Linked DNA regions of Sus scrofa: regions 2, 3 and 4 are each linked to region 1. The links are chromatin contacts, called in public Hi-C and targeted proximity ligation maps. All regions are on one chromosome and are shown on one strand. The core of a region is the stretch at or near the end of the contact, and the rest is flanking DNA. Distances in the headings are between cores, read along the strand shown. Region 1 has its middle 77 kb from the start of LRPPRC. Region 2 overlaps SLC3A1 (solute carrier family 3 member 1). Region 3 overlaps SLC3A1 (solute carrier family 3 member 1). Region 4 overlaps PPM1B (protein phosphatase 1B).

Region 1 (4,035 bases), core at 932-3,431:
AATTAAAACATTTTCTAAAATCTTTTAAAATTGTTATAGAATCATAAAAAATACAATTTTCTTCGTTGTTCGCTTTCTCTTGATTTGCTCCTCCCTGTGATGTGGATGGATTTGAATTCACACCACGTTCTCAACGAAAGACATTTAAAGAGGTGATTTTACAGGAGATAAGCAGGCTCCCACTTGTTTCTTCCTAGTCACATATTTCTTCCCATCATAAGTGCAAGAACCTGGGAGTTCCTGTCATGGCTCAGTGGTTAACCAATCCGACTAGGAACCATGAAGTGGCAGGTTTGATCCCTGGCCTCACTCAATGGGTTAAGGATCCGGCATTGCTATGAGCTGTGGTGTAGGTCGAAGATGCGGCTCGGATCCCGAGTTTCTGTGGCTGTGATGTAGGCCAGCGGCTACAGCTCCGATTAGACCCCTAGCCTGGGATCCTCCATATGCCGCGGGTGCGTCCTTGGAAAAGAGAAAAAGACAAAAAATAATAATATATGCAAGAAACTGAAGCCAGGTCTAAATGCTTACCCTGGATGTACACCTGGAAGCAGGGAGAGGACGTGCTTTCTTTGCAGAGCTCCATGGTTCTCCTTGACCGGCTCCAAATCCCTGCCCTTTGATGCACTGTTTGACCCTGAGCAAGCACCTTCCTCTTTCTGCCTCTCTCAGTCGTCTTACAGTGCCTGGAGTGTGGGGCTTCTGTTCTCCACCGAGCACTCTGCCTTTGTTGACAGGCCTGGTCCCCAGCAACCCCCTTAAGCAGCCACCAAAGTGGAGGAATGCTTTCCCAAGCCATGACCTGGCGTTTTCCATTTCTATTGTTATGCCTCTTTTCAACCTGTCTTTCTTTATGTGCTTTCAAAAAGGAACAAAAAAACTCCCTTTGACTGTAAACTCTACTAGACTTGACATTCCGCAGTGGCAGGAGCCATTCCTTTTCATGTGTTTATGACCTATATAGCCTGTCTGAGTAGTTGACACAGATTAGGAGCTCGAGAAATGGCTGTTGAATGGAACCAAATTGAATTTTCCTTCTCTTCCTGCCTGCATGAAAACACCTATTTCTCCAGGCCAGCGTGATCACTGGGTGGACTGCGGATTGCTCCCTGCTTGAGGAAGAGGGACTTTGCCCTCTCTGGGAGTTGGTTTTTATGTGGCAGCAGCAGGAGTATGTAAAAGCATGGGATGGCAGGTGGACGGGAAAAACGGGCACTTAAGAAACTTGGAGCCTTGCTTATTTTTCACATTAATCTATAGAATTTCCCTTTCCTTTAGCATAAGATGCTCTTGTAAAGGATTAGGAATTCTATTTGTTTATTTTGCCTCTTGTACAGTCACAAACTTCCAGCTCCTTCCATCCATCTCCTACCCTAGCCAAGCTGTTACAGAACAAGCAGAAATCCCAAGGCTTCTGAAGGTTTTACTTTTGCAAAACCTACACAGGACCTGGCCCTAAGAGGGTGCGCTAGGCCATTCGGCTCCTCTGTGCCTCCCCTTTCCTCACCAGGCTGGGAGCGCAGGAGTAGTAAATAAAGAATAATAACTGGTGTTTGTTGTTGTTGTTGAGATGAAAAATTCCAGTCCAGGAAATTCGTGATTGATGTCAATGAGACATTCAGATCCAGTTTCTGGGTAAGGGCCACTGAGGCAGGACCCTCCCAGCCCTTGAGCTTCAAGATGTCTCCCCACAATGTATCAGGGCACAGATTGCCCAAATCAGCTGTTTTCCTTATTTCTCCACGTTCCAAAGTCCAAGGGCTTTCCTGCTGAGTAGTTATTTATAAGGAGGAAGGGAAAGTAAAAAGGCAGACTCTTTCTGAGAGCTCTCAGCTGGCTCTGGAAATGCCTCCTCTCTCTCCCTGGTTAACGCCACCCTTGTTTGGGATCCAAAATTAAAGTGACCCAAAAACAAGCCCACAGCACAGACGGAAGAGAGGCGCTCCCATCTCCTAAAGATGAAATTCCAAAAGTTTGCAAATAAATACTCCTCACAGTAAAATCTCACTGTCAGGAAGGACATCACCCTTGTCCCAACGCCCACAAGAAGGGCCTTTTGCCAAAATGAATGGGGAATCATTGGCCCAATTAACATCCTATGATCTTAGATCTAAAAATGACCAGGAGCCCGGTAAACAAGGTGACGTAAGCTGCCGGGCAGGGAGCGGCTCTCTACTGCCACCTGGAGGAGAGCGTCCGCAATGGCGCGGAGGCTCCAGGCTGCAGGGAAGCTGTTCTTGGCCGCTGGAAGGAACCAGTGAAAATGGGCGCAAGCTGTCGAGACCTTGGGAGGGGAAGGAAAACACACAAGAGGCTAAAGAGACAAGACAGGAGAGGTCCTCTGCGATCTCAGCTAGAGGAAAACGAGGTCTGTGTAATCCAGGCCATAGGACATTGTGCAATTGACCCTGCTGGCTTCCTCCTGGGAACATTCCTTTTATAAAAGGACTCAGGCATCATGAACTCTCGCTAGAAAAAATTATGGTGAGAACTACGTAGGGACAGGATCTCCAACGCCGGAGACCCTTGATAAAAAACAAACCCCAGTTTCTGAAATGGGAAGCAGTGGCGTGGGTATTTAATAACAAAGGGGCGCTGGATTTCTGTTTTACTTTGCGTGTCACCGCGACTTAAGTGGGGGAGGCAGGCAGGAGTGCACCGGTCCTAATTTACTTTCTCGTCAGGCGAATATGAGAATGAGGCTGCGGAGCTTTCGCATTATGCAGTCGGCATGCTGGGAGATGCCCTAGAAATGTGCTGGGGGCTGGGAGAAGGTCAACCTCGTCCTTATTACTTTCCTCCTGTAGATAATCCACAAAAGGAAAATGAGGAGTTGATTTTGAACTTGATAAAAACAAAAATCAAACCCGCTTTACCTTTGGATTAGTCGATTTTTGCTGCGTTGCAAACCACCTCAAAATCTCAGGAGCTGAGGACAACATACATTGATTTTTCTTGCTAATAGGCCTGCCAGTCGGCTTGGTCTGATCCCAGCTGGGCTCACCCGGGCTGGCTGAGCAAGGCTGGACTCCAGGCTTAGGAGCTGACACAGTTCTGCTCCACGTGGTTCCATTTCCTGATGCAGGAGGAAAGGACAATGGCTACCTGAGGCAGGCTCCTCTCCCGGCATAGGGTGGCCAGTTCCAGAAGCCCAGGCAACATAGACACACATATTTGAGCCTCTGTTTGTATCCTGTCAGGTAATATTCCATTGGATGAGGCGAGTCCAACATCATCTGGGGGAGGGGGTTGGGGGATAAACTCTGCTCACTCCTGTAAAGTGATCCCAGACCACAATTTAACCAATGACTCCTTGTCTGCTCACTGGAGACATCTGCTTCTTGGGGAAGAATTGCAATGTGAGGATAGCTGAGATAATCCTTATGCGGTACTGGGGCTCTCCATGAATTCAGTATTGTCTAACAGACACTTTAATTTCCTTTTTATTCCCTTCTCTTGCGAACCCTTTCTACGCCTTCCCCTTACGACATTGTGTGTTCATAATGGACAAGGAACACAACACCCTTGTGTGTGTCTTGTCTACTTTGCGATGTTCTAGCTCATGACAGGGTTTACTCAAAATTCCCTGTGTCAGAAAGGCAAGGAGTCCTCCATGCACGTGTCACCTGTGGAATGAAAACAACTGGGAGAGGTTCTTGGAGAAGGCAGAGAGTCTTGAGAAGAGTACTAGACTTGAGAATCGGGCAACCTGGGTTTCTAGTCCTGATTCTGCCAGCATCGGAATTTGGAAGGTCAGCAAGAACCAACAACCAGGTGCCTTTAAATTAGCCTTACTGAGTAGTTTGGACTTTGGAGCCTATGTTCTGGGCATACAGGCTCAGATCAGAGTTGTTGGTTTTTTGGGGGTCTTTTTGTTTGTTTTTTTTGTTTTTGTTTTTTTGCTTTTTAGGGCCGCACTCTTGGCATATGGAAGTTCCCAGGATAGGAGTCGAATCGGAGCTCGAGCTGCCTGCCTACACCACAGCCACAGCAACTCAGGATCCGAGCTGCATCTGCAACCTACACCACAGCTTC
Region 2 (4,035 bases), core at 1,024-3,523, 220 kb before region 1:
TTTAGGATACTGTCCACTTGGTCATTAAAAATAGAGTGACAGGAGTTCCCGTCGTGGCGCAGTGGTTAACGAATCCGACTAGGAACCATGAGGTTGCGGGTTCGGTCCCTGCGCTTGCTCAGTGGGTTAACGATCTGGCGTTGCCGTTAGCTGTGGTGTAGGTTGCAGACGCAGCTCAGATCCTGCGTTCCTGTGGCTCTGGCATAGGCCGGTGGCTGCAGCTCCGATTGGACCCCTAGCCTGGGAACCTCCATATGCCGCGGAAGCGGCCCAAAGAAATAGCAAAAAGACAAAAAAATAAAAAAAATAAAATAAATAAATAAATAAAAATAGAGTGACAGTAGAATGGTGGTCAACTAGAGGAAGGAGAGTGGCATGTGATGACCCTCTCTCATGTGTGGCATGGGGGGAGGGTTGAGGACCACTGGTGAGGAAACACAAGGAGTCCAGATTCTGTAACAGGTAGCCTTGGGCAGTAATTCCATTCATCACCTCTGTCACCCTCAATAAATTAATTTCTCTAAGATTTGCTAAATGGAGATCATCAAACCTCAGGCGATGCTGAGAGAGTTAAAAGGAAACAGCACATAGCACACAATTGCCACTCAGCAAGTGTTATTTCCCTTCCCTTCTCTACCTTTGTGTCTTTTTTTTTTTTTCCTTTGCTGTCTTTTTAGGGCATATGAAGGTTCCCAGGCTAGGGGTCGAATCGGAGCTGTAGCTGCCAGCCGATGCCACAGCCACAGCAACCTGGGATCTGAGCTGCATCTGCAACCTACACCACAACTCACAGCAATGCCAGATCCTTAGCCCACTGAGCGAGGCAGGGACCGAACCTGCGTCCTCGTGGTTACTAGTCAGATTCGTTTCTGCTGAGCCACTACGGGAACTCCCCTTTGTGTTCTTTAATGACTACAAAAGCACCTGCAGAACTGAGGCACCTCCCTTGAGCCTTGAGTGAATGACAAAATTGCAGTAAGTTACAGCCTTACACTGTCCATGCCCTCAGAACACTCGTCACCAAAGGGCTCCTCAAGGGATCACTCTGGAGGAAACCAGAGCGGTCTGGTCACATGTGTTTGAAACTCCTTGGTGGTTCCTAAAGAAAATGATTCAAAGCACTTCCTACGGCAGGATAGAACTCACCTCTGATAAATGGTGTCTCCGGCTAAAAAAAACCACTCTGATGACATTTTTGGAAAAGGAAAAATATATATATTACATATATATGTAATACACTGAATATATTTTAAAATATTTTTATAGATATATAGGTATGTTTAAAACAAAACTTTACCGGGATTTGGGTCTTATTCACTTGGGTCTCGTCTCGCAGATGCTTTGCTTCTAGGAGAAACTGAACAGCATCAAAACTAAAGCCGTCGACACCCTTTGAGAGCCAGAACTGTATGATTTCCTAAACGTGAAGAAACAAAATGCTTGGTTACATTAACTACACATTATTGTGGTAAGGTTTTGTAAAGGTTCTGTCTGTAAATGACTTTCTGTCATAAAACAATCACGTCCAGAGTTCCCACTGTGGTGCAGCACATTAAGGATCTGGCCTTGTCTCTGCAGTAGCTCAGGTCACTGCGGAGGCGCGGGTTCCATCCCAGGCCCTGTGCAGTGACTTGAGAATGTGGCCTTGCTGCAGCTGTGGCATAGGTCCCAGCTGCGGCTCAAAATTCGATCCCTGGCCGGGGAACTTGCATATGCCACAGGTGCAACCAAAAACAAAAAAAGATCACCTCTGCAAGTACAGCACTCACTGGTGTATTCTTGTTTATTAGCACAGCAGTGTCTGAGCATAATGAACTTGGAGTAACTGCATTTCTGGGCTCATTTCTTCCCTCACATTTGAATACAGAATGTTCACATTTGTCATTGATGCCATGAGCATGTTCCCAGCGCGTAAAGAGTCCACTCAAAATGAAAGAGTGAAACCACAATGAAAGATAGGACTTGGGAGAAACTGGGAACATAGCTCATCTCCCCCATGCCCAGTTCCTAAAATAGGTCCCTCCGAACTGAGAGAAAATAACCAATTAAGCAGCTAACGATGAAGGGTTCTTCACCAGACTGGGAGATTCCTGAGGGAGAGACGGCAGCTTTCACTTCTGTTTCCCTTGCCACTGACCTGGCACCTGTTACTTAGTGAACCAGTTGTGGAATGAAAGAATGAGCTATCAAGCCTGGACGAGTCAAACACTGTGATACTGTTGGGACACTGACGAAGTACAGCATGTTCCCTGGCTTCCAGGCATCTACAGAGTAGTTGGGGACACATGAGACCCGAGGGGGTTACTGAATGGAAGGCAGGACGTGCTTCAACATGAGATTCCTGTCTGCAGGGCCGCTGGAGCTCCAAGGGGATCAAATTTAATGTGGGTGGACACAGCCAGACAAGGGAAAGCTAGGGCTTGAACTTGACCGGCAGGATGTCATCAAGGAGTAAGATCTAGAAGAACATTCTGGACTGTTTGTGGCAAGCATGGGCCAAGCATGGAGGCAGAGAATGTCTTGGCCTGTGTTGGGGCAGTTCAGAGGACCAGGTGACCTGGAAAAGGGCCCAGGTTTCAGCTCCCCTCTCCCCTCCAAGCCATTCCCTCACAGCTGGCCCTACTCCTGCACCCACTGAAAGCCACCCTGCTGCAAAGGGACAGTGGCTCTTCCTGTTCTCCTTTCAGCTCAATCCTTGCTGAAAGGAAGGTTTTACCGGCATGTGTAGATCATGCTAGGGCAGTACTGCCTGTAATACACTGGAATGAAGAAGCCAAATGTCACCTAGTAAGGGGAGCAGATCCCAAATGAGGAGGGTCCCCAAAATCACTTGCTTGATTCCAAGTGTGTTTCTTGTGTCTACATGTGCATATGGGAGCTCTGGGGTGCTGCATTTCAAGGCTCCCAAAAGTTTCTATAAGCTGGATGTAGGGCTTGATGCTGCTGTCAGCCCCTGCAGATCAGATCCCAAATGGCACAGCTTGAACAAAGTCTTCAAATCTAAGAGCAGGCTCTGCTGCTAACAGGCCTCATCGTGAACACAGTTGACCCTAATAACCTTAGGATGGCCCTCCCCAGCACAATTTTTCTTGGGGTACAAAACCCACAAATTTATTGTTAACATCCTTACTTCTTCACAAAATCCTTCATTCAATAGGTATTTGGGTTCCCACTATGGACAAGGCACTTGGAACTAGAACCATGAGCAAAAACAACACAACCTTGACACAGTCCTAAGTCTCAAGAATTCTTTTTGAGAGTCCTCAGCTAGACAAATATTAATGCAAAAAAAAAATCTAAATCACAGACCTGATAAAGCTTTAAATGATAATACAAGAAGGTGGATGGAAAAGCAGGATTTGCTAGGGAGGTCAGCACCACAGGAAGTAAACACAGTTGGTTAGTGATTCAGCTAGAGAAGACAGCAGATAAGAAGGCACCTCATCTGTACAACAGGATCTGAAGAATTACCTCTTCATGGTAGTCGGCTCAAGGGCTCACTTAGCCTAAAGCTAACCAAGCTTAAGCTTTAAGACCCTTCATTATATGGGCCCTTTTCTACCCACATTCTTTTTTCATTCTGAATAAACATAACCATTTTTTTTCCTTTTTTTTTTTTCTTTTTAGGCCTGCACCCACAGCATATGGAAGTTCCCAGGCTAGGGGCTGAATGGGAGCTGTAGCTGCCGGCCTACATCACAGCCACAGCAATGCTGGATCCGAGCTGTGTCTGTGACCTACACCACAGTTCACGATAATGCCAGATCCTCAACCCACTGAGCGAGGCTAGGGATCGAATCTGCAAACCTGCATCCTCATGGATTTAGTCAGATTCTTTTTCCACTGAGCCATGATGGGAACTCCTTTTTTTTTTTTTTTTTTTTTTTTTTTTTGGTATTAAGAAGGCCCCCAATGTTTACAAGCTTCGGATCCCACACAACCCAGATCTACCCCCAGGTGGCGCTGTTCTTTATAAGAGGGAACATTGACAGAAGAGCAGGAGTGGGGTGACACAAGTAACTATAATCCATCCGA
Region 3 (4,035 bases), core at 749-3,248, 210 kb before region 1:
AAGAAAGGGAGGCTAACAGAAAGTATAGGCTTTAATTTGCTAGAACACATCAGGCTCTACAACAAAGGGAAAAATCCAAATCTCTATATACAATTACCAGGCTTCAGACTTTATTTCTATTTCTTTGGGGAACTTGTTCTTCTTCCCATAAAATTAACCTATCAGTTTTTTCCTTTAAAAGGACTTTATAGGAGTTCCCCGGTGGCTCAGTGGGTTAAGGGTGGGCATTAATGGGTGTGGCACAGGTTCGATCCCTGACCCTGGAACCCTCACACGCTGTGGGTATGGCCCAAAAAAGGAGGGGAGACTTATAAATCACCAGTTTCAACAATGAAGATCTGCCCATTTTCCTTCTGTAAATCAAGCACGTCGGTACTTACCCAGTTGTTGGGTGGTATAGTTATACCATCTTCCTGGGTACAGTCATGCCAGATATAATAATCAGTATATTTCCCTGTCCGGGTCCGACTCAATGAAACCAAGCATGTTTATCACTGGTGTGGTTTGGTATGAAATCAATTATTAATTTCAAACCTAATGAGTGAAAATATTTCAAATGTTAGGCCAAGATTATATGAGAATAATATAACAGATAGAAAAATGTTTTTCTCAACTCATCCCACCCACCTTCCATCCAATTTACCTTTATCATGTATGGCTGCAACCAGATTCTCAAAATCTTTCATTGTTCCAAAAATGGGATCTATTTCTCGGAAATCTTCAACACCATACCGGAAATCTTTAAGGGATGACTTATAAAATGAAGTAATCCAAACAGTTTTTATATTTAAAGTTGTGAGGTAATCCAGCTTATCTTGAATACCTGAAGAAAAAAGTCAAAGCCATGAAAAATAAATAAAGTTTGGTTTTTTTTGAGTTAAAGGATTAAAAATAAAAGGAATACAGAATTCCTGGGTTAAGGATCCAGCGTTGTCACTGCCATGGCTCAGGTCGCTGCTGTGGCGCTGGTTTGATCCCTGGCCTGGAAATTTTCACATGCCTCTGGTGTGGCCAAAAGTAAAATAAAATAAAATAAAATAAAAATAAAAACAAAAGCAATAGGCCCAAGATGGAAGTTTTTAGATCAAGACAGAAATATTTGGAATTGTGTTGAATCTGGGGGAAATTCAAAGAGCGAACTAGTTCTACAAACCACGGCAAATTCGTCTTCTAGCAATAACCTTTGACCTTTAACATCAATGCATAACATTTTAAAACGTCTGTGGCTTGTTCGTATTTTACATTTAAAACCAAGACTACAGTATTATTAATTCATCTTATGCATGGTTTTCGAATACCTAATCCAGGCCAGATGCTGGACTAAGTATCAAGGTACAAAGAAGAATCGTACAGGACCCCTGATGATCACATCTCTAGGCTGCTGGGCAGTGTGAAGACACTTGCCACACGTGACTATCAAGCACTTGGAAGATCCAATATGAAAAGAAAAGAATGTAAAATAGCTCATTCATATTTTTATATTGATTATACATTAAAATGATACAGTGGATATGTTGGATTAAACAAAGTATATTATTAACATTAATTTTACTTGTTTCTCTTTTACTTTTTATTGTATTTTATTTTGGCCACGCCCAGGCCACTGGGAAGTTCCAGGGTCAGGGATCAAACCCTCACAACAGTGACTCAAACCACAGCAATGACAATGCTGGATCCTTAACCCACTGTACCACCAAGGAACTCCTCTTATACTTTTTAAATGTGGCTCCTAGACAACTGACCAGTACCTCTGTGTTCACATTCTATTTCCTTCAGCCAGTGCAGAAGCCGTGAATTTATACAAAAGAGAATTCTAGACTTGACTGAGAAGAAATAGAGGAATGAAACTCTTTGTACTTGGGACCTCTTAGGATAATTAGGAAATAATGTGGGGCTTTTGTTTCCAGTTCAAAGTCCTAAATGCTGAGTCAGAGGTGAGTTTCTCGTTCAGTCTCCCTAACTTTCTGTGGAATTCTATGCGGCTTCCTACAACCTGAGCCTATCAGAGGTCACTGAGGCCAAAGCACAAAGTCCCCTGACCTGGAGGCTCTTCCCCATAACAGGCTGCTTATTTTTGCCTGCGTTATACCTCAGTTCCCACTCGTGGGTGGCTGTGAGCATCACAGAGCGTTAACAGGTAACAAAAGAATTTTGATTTAAGTCAGAATAGCCATACCTTATATCAAGAACAGGTACCAAGGAACAGGATGATAAAAACAGGGAGGCTGAACAGATACAAAGTAAACATAGGATCCCAGGCCCACACTCCAGGGGAAGAAGGTAACCGCCAAAACCAGACTGAAACCTGAAATGATTTCTTCGAAGTATCACAACAAATCCCCCTCAACCTCATGGAAAAATACCTACTGATCACAGGAATCAGCCAGTCCTTCAAGGACAAGTTACTGGAAGTGACAACTGTGAGAGGTGATTAGAAGCCACCCTGGGCACAGGAATTTGAGGTATATCTAGAAGGAGAAAACACAAGCAGGGCCGGGAAGTGGGGTGTGTATCTTTCACTTGCCCAAGCACTTACTTGGCAAGAAGCAGCAGGTGCTAGGACCACGCGGGGTTGGGGGCAGTAGGGAGGAGGTTGGGGATTAGAAGGAAAGTCACCCAGATAAGATATGCTATCAAGCTAAGCTAAGATATTTCTGTCCTGAGCATCAGGGGTGCCACAAACACAATCCGAAGCACCGCAGGAGCTCTAAGCTCTAAGGAGGGAGGCGCACCCTCTGATAGGGAGGTTAAAGATTAAAGAAGGAAGTGGGTTTGAACTGCATCTTGAAGGACAGATAATATTTCAGTTGGTTAAGATACAGGATGATTTTCAAGAGAGAAAAGGACAGAGTGTGAAAAAGAAAAGCCTCTTCTTAATAGTTATTAAGGAAAGTTGATTTCAAGAGAGGATTTGTAACATGTTACAGGTCAATTATGTTCATTTCCACCTCCCACACTCTATTAAATCATTGTTTTGTCTTCTTCAAACCAAGTATCATACCAAAAGTTATTAGTTTATTGGTTTCTTATTGTTGCCCTTAACTAGGATAACCACATCAACCAATCTGCAGGGGACAGTTCTTGTGTTTGGTCTCCGTCCTTGTTTGAGCAATAAATTGTAAGGATGTTCTACACATAACACACTAGAAAATTATTAGCATAACTGTAAAAAACTTTTTTTAAACTTTTTTTGATTAATACAGATGTTGTTTGAAATAATCCTTAATTTAAGTAATGACCAACCCGCTCTATGCCTTTTTTTCTTTTCTTCATTCCTCAGGATGTAAGCTTTAAAGACTCAGGCTTTTTAAAGACATCATTCAATCTTTTTCTAAAATAGCATTTTACGCTTTGTTCCCTAATAAGAAACTCTCCACCAGATTGTCAAGCTAGCCACTGCACACACGGGGAAAAGAATTCTAGTCACTCCGAGATAACCTACCCTAAAGTGCACAGAAACAGGGCACATTTCAGGAGAAAACTTGCCCACATGAGAAACTGACCAACTACGCATGGGTCCATAGTGGATAATAAACAGAACACCTCTTTGGGGCTCAAAGGGCCCCAGCAAGCGACCTTTCATCATATGGGAAGGATTGCTGGGTTCTGCAGAGTGGCTTTTTAAAATATCATAAACAAGGAGAAACATACCAGTCATACTGGATGGAATGTGCTTACCCCACAACCCAGGCATGATTCGTTTTCCAAGACTGGAAGAGCCCTAAAGCAACCTCCTTCCGGCCCCGCCCAAAAGTTTCAAGACACGCACCTTTCAGATCTCCGTTCCCGTCTTTGTCGCTGTCCTTGAAAGACCTTGGGTAGATCTGGTACATGGGCCCTGCCTGCCACCAGTCCAGGCACTTTGGAGAGATGGCGATGATGGAGATGGTGGCTGCGATGAGCGCAAGCACAGAAGCCACTGTGAGCCAGAAGAGGACTTCCCGGGGCACCCGGTAGCGTGCCTGGCCTGAGAACTGGAACAGCACCTCCTTGGGCATCCCCGCGTAGGGCCGGATATCCTTCAAGTCCGGATCC
Region 4 (4,035 bases), core at 1,033-3,532, 150 kb before region 1:
CCTTTAATCTTTGAAGCACGCATGTTAAAAGTCACTCATTTTTAGATGTCCCAAAACTTGAAAACTCTATGAGAAGACACTTACTTGAGTTACTGACTGTGAAATGTAGGGCAATTTTTTTTTTTTTTTTTTTTTTGAAAAGGACACTGTTTTGTCTCCTGGTACCAGTACTGAAATAAATCCAAAACCCTACAGAGTAATAGGTGACAGCTCAGTATTTCTAAGGAAAAGTAAAGGGACAAAGAGTTTGGCTCTGATGCAGCGCAGCAGGGTACAGCAAAAACAGTTATCCCAGTGCAACACATACACCCACAGCACAACAAGAATATTATACACAAATCATGCTCAAGTGTTCAACTGGCACAGAGGGGCACTGCGAGGTCTGGTCTTTAAAACCATAACTAAGTCACTATCACTAACTTCCAGAGATGGGAGCAGCCTGCTGGAGGAGAAAGTGAGGCAGTGAAAAGCACATTCTTTGCCTCAAAATTAAGATTTAAGGGAAAAGAAGAAGGAAAGGCAGACACACAGGGAGGAAATAAGTGAAGCCCACACAGAAAGGTATCTGATGTCCATGAAGTGACAATAAACCTACCTACACAACAGAACTTCACCTCTACTCTAATACACTTCCTGAAACTTTAACTTACTCCTTGAAATGAAAAGCAGTCATAATGTGTTACAGATTTCATTGTGCGAATGCATTCGTATCTAGTATTTATATTATAAAACTATTTATATTATAAAATTATCCAAAATACTTAAGAAATAAAATAAAACTTACCCCATCACTTTCTCTATGTGGATTCAGCCTACTATAAACAGCTTCAATAACATTGCGCCTAAAAAAAATTATGCTTTAGTTTTAAGTTACATACAATTGTTAAGCTTCTGTGTATTTAACATAACACTTCATATCTTGACTACACTCAGAAATTAATTACTGCACTAAATACTGGCCAAGAATAGTTTTCTGCACTTCACTCATAATCTGATCCTGCATAATCTAACTTGTTTTAATTTAAAGAAGGACCTTCATCCTCAAAGAGTGTAACAAACAATTCCTTTTACAAAATCTCTTTTAAATGAAATTTTAGAGTTATTCTCTAATATAAGAACTATCAACTCATTTCATCTTTAGATAATTGATGTACTTCTTAAATTAAAATTATTTAATTACTAATTATAAGTGAAGTCAAAATTAGTTCTCTTTGTTCTACTTACTTGCCAGCAAGACCTCCCCCAGGAGGCAAATTTGGGATATTTTCGGCAGACAAGATGCGCATGACATGGGCAAGATCAGGCATTCCTTCCTCACCAGACTTCTCCATAATTTCTGTAGGTTTTTAAAAAGAGTTCCCAAATTAATGTGGTAACTCGGTATTCACAAAGTGAAATAAGAGGTACTATTTGTTAGTACCCTATTTTAAAATATAAAAAAGTATTACCTTATGATCACACAAGGAACAGAAAAAGATAAAAAGTTAATTGCATACACTCCTTCTAGCATTATTCATGAAAGCAAAATTGGAACAAATTAAATGTCCATAAAGGGATATAGCTACATGGAAAAACAATTCTCATCTATTTTATGTGAAAACAGAAAAGATATTACTTGTTGCAATTACAGGAAAACAAAAGCAATGTATGGGTAAAGATTATAAGGAGAAAAGGGAAAATTAAAATTTGTTTTACAAGAGTTTCTGCTGTGGCACAACGGAATCAGCAGTGTCTCTGCAGCGCCAGGACACAGGTTCTATCCCTGGCCTGGCACAGAGGGTTAAAGGATCTGGCACTGCTGCAGCTGCAGCAAAGGTTACAACTGTGGGTCAGATATGATGGGTTAAAGGATCTGGCATTGCTGCAACTGCAGCATAAGTCACAGCTGTGGCTTGGATCTGATCCCTAGCTCCGGAACTTCATATGCTGAGGGGTGGCCAAAAAAGAAAAGAAAAAAAAATTTGGTTTATAGGTTTTTGGTACTTAAATAGTTATATTCCACAATTTACAGAAAACAAAAAAAGGAAATAAATCTGAGAACTTGCTAATACTTGGGAGCAAAAGAAAACACTTACATGTTCCACTTATGTTTATAATGTGTGGAAAAGATTTTTAAAACAATTATTTGGCTAGTATCAAGATACAACCTTGAAAATCAGACAATGGCAATTTACGTCTAAGACAACAACAACAAACAACTGTCCTGGTTCTAGGCAGCCCTCAAGATTCAAAATCCAAACTGTTTACCATGCCTCCCTCGACAAGGCCTTCACTGTGACCTTGACTTTCACCACTCTCATCCAGCTCCTCCCCGCTCCTCCCTGGATCTCCAAAGGTGCTATTCAAAGTCTTCTCCACCTCTAGATTTTCACATGTACTTCCTCTCTTGGTTTGGAACACTCTTTATATCAATCCAACCAACCCCTCTGTGGTTAAGCTGTATTCATCCTCTAGGTTTCAACTTTATATGTCACTTTCTCAAAGTCTTCTGGATCCAAGCCTGGAGTAGGTGTACTGCTACATACTTGCACTGGACACAATGTCTCCCAGATCACAGACTGCACGTTTCCTGAGGGAAGGACTGATTTTTCCACCTTACACTTATATCTCTACAGCATAGGGTTTCTCAACCTCAGCACTATGGACATTACAGACAAAGTTTTACTGTGAATGCCCTGTGCACTGCAGAATGTTAAGCAACATCCTGGCCTCACTCACTAGATGCCAGTGACACCCTCTCAGTTATGAGACCACTACTGTCTCCAGACATTGCCATGTGTCTCAAGGTGGACAAAATCTCCCCCATTTGAGAACCACTGCAGTCTGCTAGTGCTTTACCAAATTCACATCCCTCCACTACTGCTACTGGAGTCCAATCCTCCACCATTATCTGCCACCTGAATTACTATATGATTCCTAATTGGTCTCCCGGCTTCCTCTCTTGTCCCCTCTTTACTATCTCTTCACACAGTAACTGAGAGATTCTTTTTAAAAAAGTCAGGTTAAGTCACTCTTGCACTCAAAATCTCTGGATGACTTCCCATCACCATTTGAATAAAGTCTCAAGTCCTCATTTGTGGTCTGCAGAGCTTTACATGATCTGCTTCTTAGCAACCTTAGTCTTACTTTTCTACCAGCTCATTCGAATTCAGCCACACACTCTAAGCACATTTGCTCCTCAGTCTTTGCTGTGCCCTTTGCTGGAATGCTCCCTCCCTGGAAAGTTCTCTCATATAGATATCTGCTCAAATGTTTTTCCTCACAGATAACTTCCTAACCAATTTTACCTGCTTACTGTTCTGTTTTTCTTCTGTTAATACACACACACACACACACACACACACACACACACACACACACACACACACGGCTCAACTAAAATATACACTCCTTTGCTTTGTTTTCTGCTACATCCTCAGGGACAGCTGAAGAAATGAATACACGTGAAAGGCATTCACCAAATAGCTAATTAACCAATTTAAATTAAAGGCTATTTCCTATTTAGCATTACACCTCCCTTGTACACTCCAACTAAAAATACATACACAGATTTGCCAATACACCAGAACGCTTTCGCCTCAAAATTTTAATGATTTAAAGCCCGAACAGGAATACAGCACTCTTGAAGGACACTACCTTATAAAAAAGAAGTACCAAGCATATTGATTTGTAGTGGCTGCTTTTCCAAGGATTTTAAAGTCTTCTTTGATTGAACGATTATCATCAAGTATCTGCAACAGGCCCCTGAGATCAATATTTTGTTAAGTTAAAAACTACAATCAGCATAATGAAGGACAGTGAGAGAAAGAATGTGTATATATGTATGACTGGATCACTTTGTTGTATAGCAGAAATTGACAGAACAATGTAAATCAACTATAAAACCTCAAAAACAAAAAACAAAAAAAAACACCCTCTATAATCAAGGACATTAAAGAGGATTCAAAGAAATAGAAAGAGGAGTTCCCGTCGTGGCGCAGTGGTTAACGAATCCGACTAGGAACCATGAGGTTGCGGGTTCGGTCCCTGCCCTTG

The links. A called contact is a pair of places that touch in the nucleus more often than the background predicts.
Region 2: a targeted proximity ligation map of skeletal muscle shows a contact between it and region 1. A contact is called at or near these places in 19 of 47 Hi-C or Micro-C datasets (alveolar macrophages, blood, embryonic fibroblasts and 11 more) and 1 of 2 datasets of targeted methods (skeletal muscle).
Region 3: a Hi-C map of liver shows a contact between it and region 1, with 2.3 times the contacts expected there. A contact is called at or near these places in 2 of 47 Hi-C or Micro-C datasets (liver and subcutaneous adipose tissue) and 1 of 2 datasets of targeted methods (skeletal muscle).
Region 4: a targeted proximity ligation map of skeletal muscle shows a contact between it and region 1. A contact is called at or near these places in 1 of 47 Hi-C or Micro-C datasets (embryonic fibroblasts) and 1 of 2 datasets of targeted methods (skeletal muscle).

The regions. Positions count from the first base shown.
Region 1 is chr3:96,395,315-96,399,349 of Sscrofa11.1, forward strand. No RefSeq gene overlaps it. Among named protein-coding and RNA genes, the nearest start is that of LRPPRC, 77 kb to the right of the region's middle.
Region 2 is chr3:96,171,203-96,175,237 of Sscrofa11.1, forward strand. It overlaps SLC3A1 (solute carrier family 3 member 1), which reads right to left. Exons shown (of 14, transcript NM_001123042.1): 8 at 1,298-1,417. Among named protein-coding and RNA genes, the nearest start is that of SLC3A1, 28 kb to the right of the region's middle.
Region 3 is chr3:96,190,008-96,194,042 of Sscrofa11.1, forward strand. It overlaps SLC3A1 (solute carrier family 3 member 1), which reads right to left. Exons shown (of 14, transcript NM_001123042.1): 3 at 3,770-4,035; 4 at 644-823; 5 at 476-534; 6 at 381-473. Among named protein-coding and RNA genes, the nearest start is that of SLC3A1, 9.0 kb to the right of the region's middle.
Region 4 is chr3:96,248,584-96,252,618 of Sscrofa11.1, forward strand. It overlaps PPM1B (protein phosphatase 1B), which reads right to left. Exons shown (of 7, transcript XM_003125179.4): 5 at 1,225-1,336; 6 at 785-842. Among named protein-coding and RNA genes, the nearest start is that of SLC3A1, 50 kb to the left of the region's middle.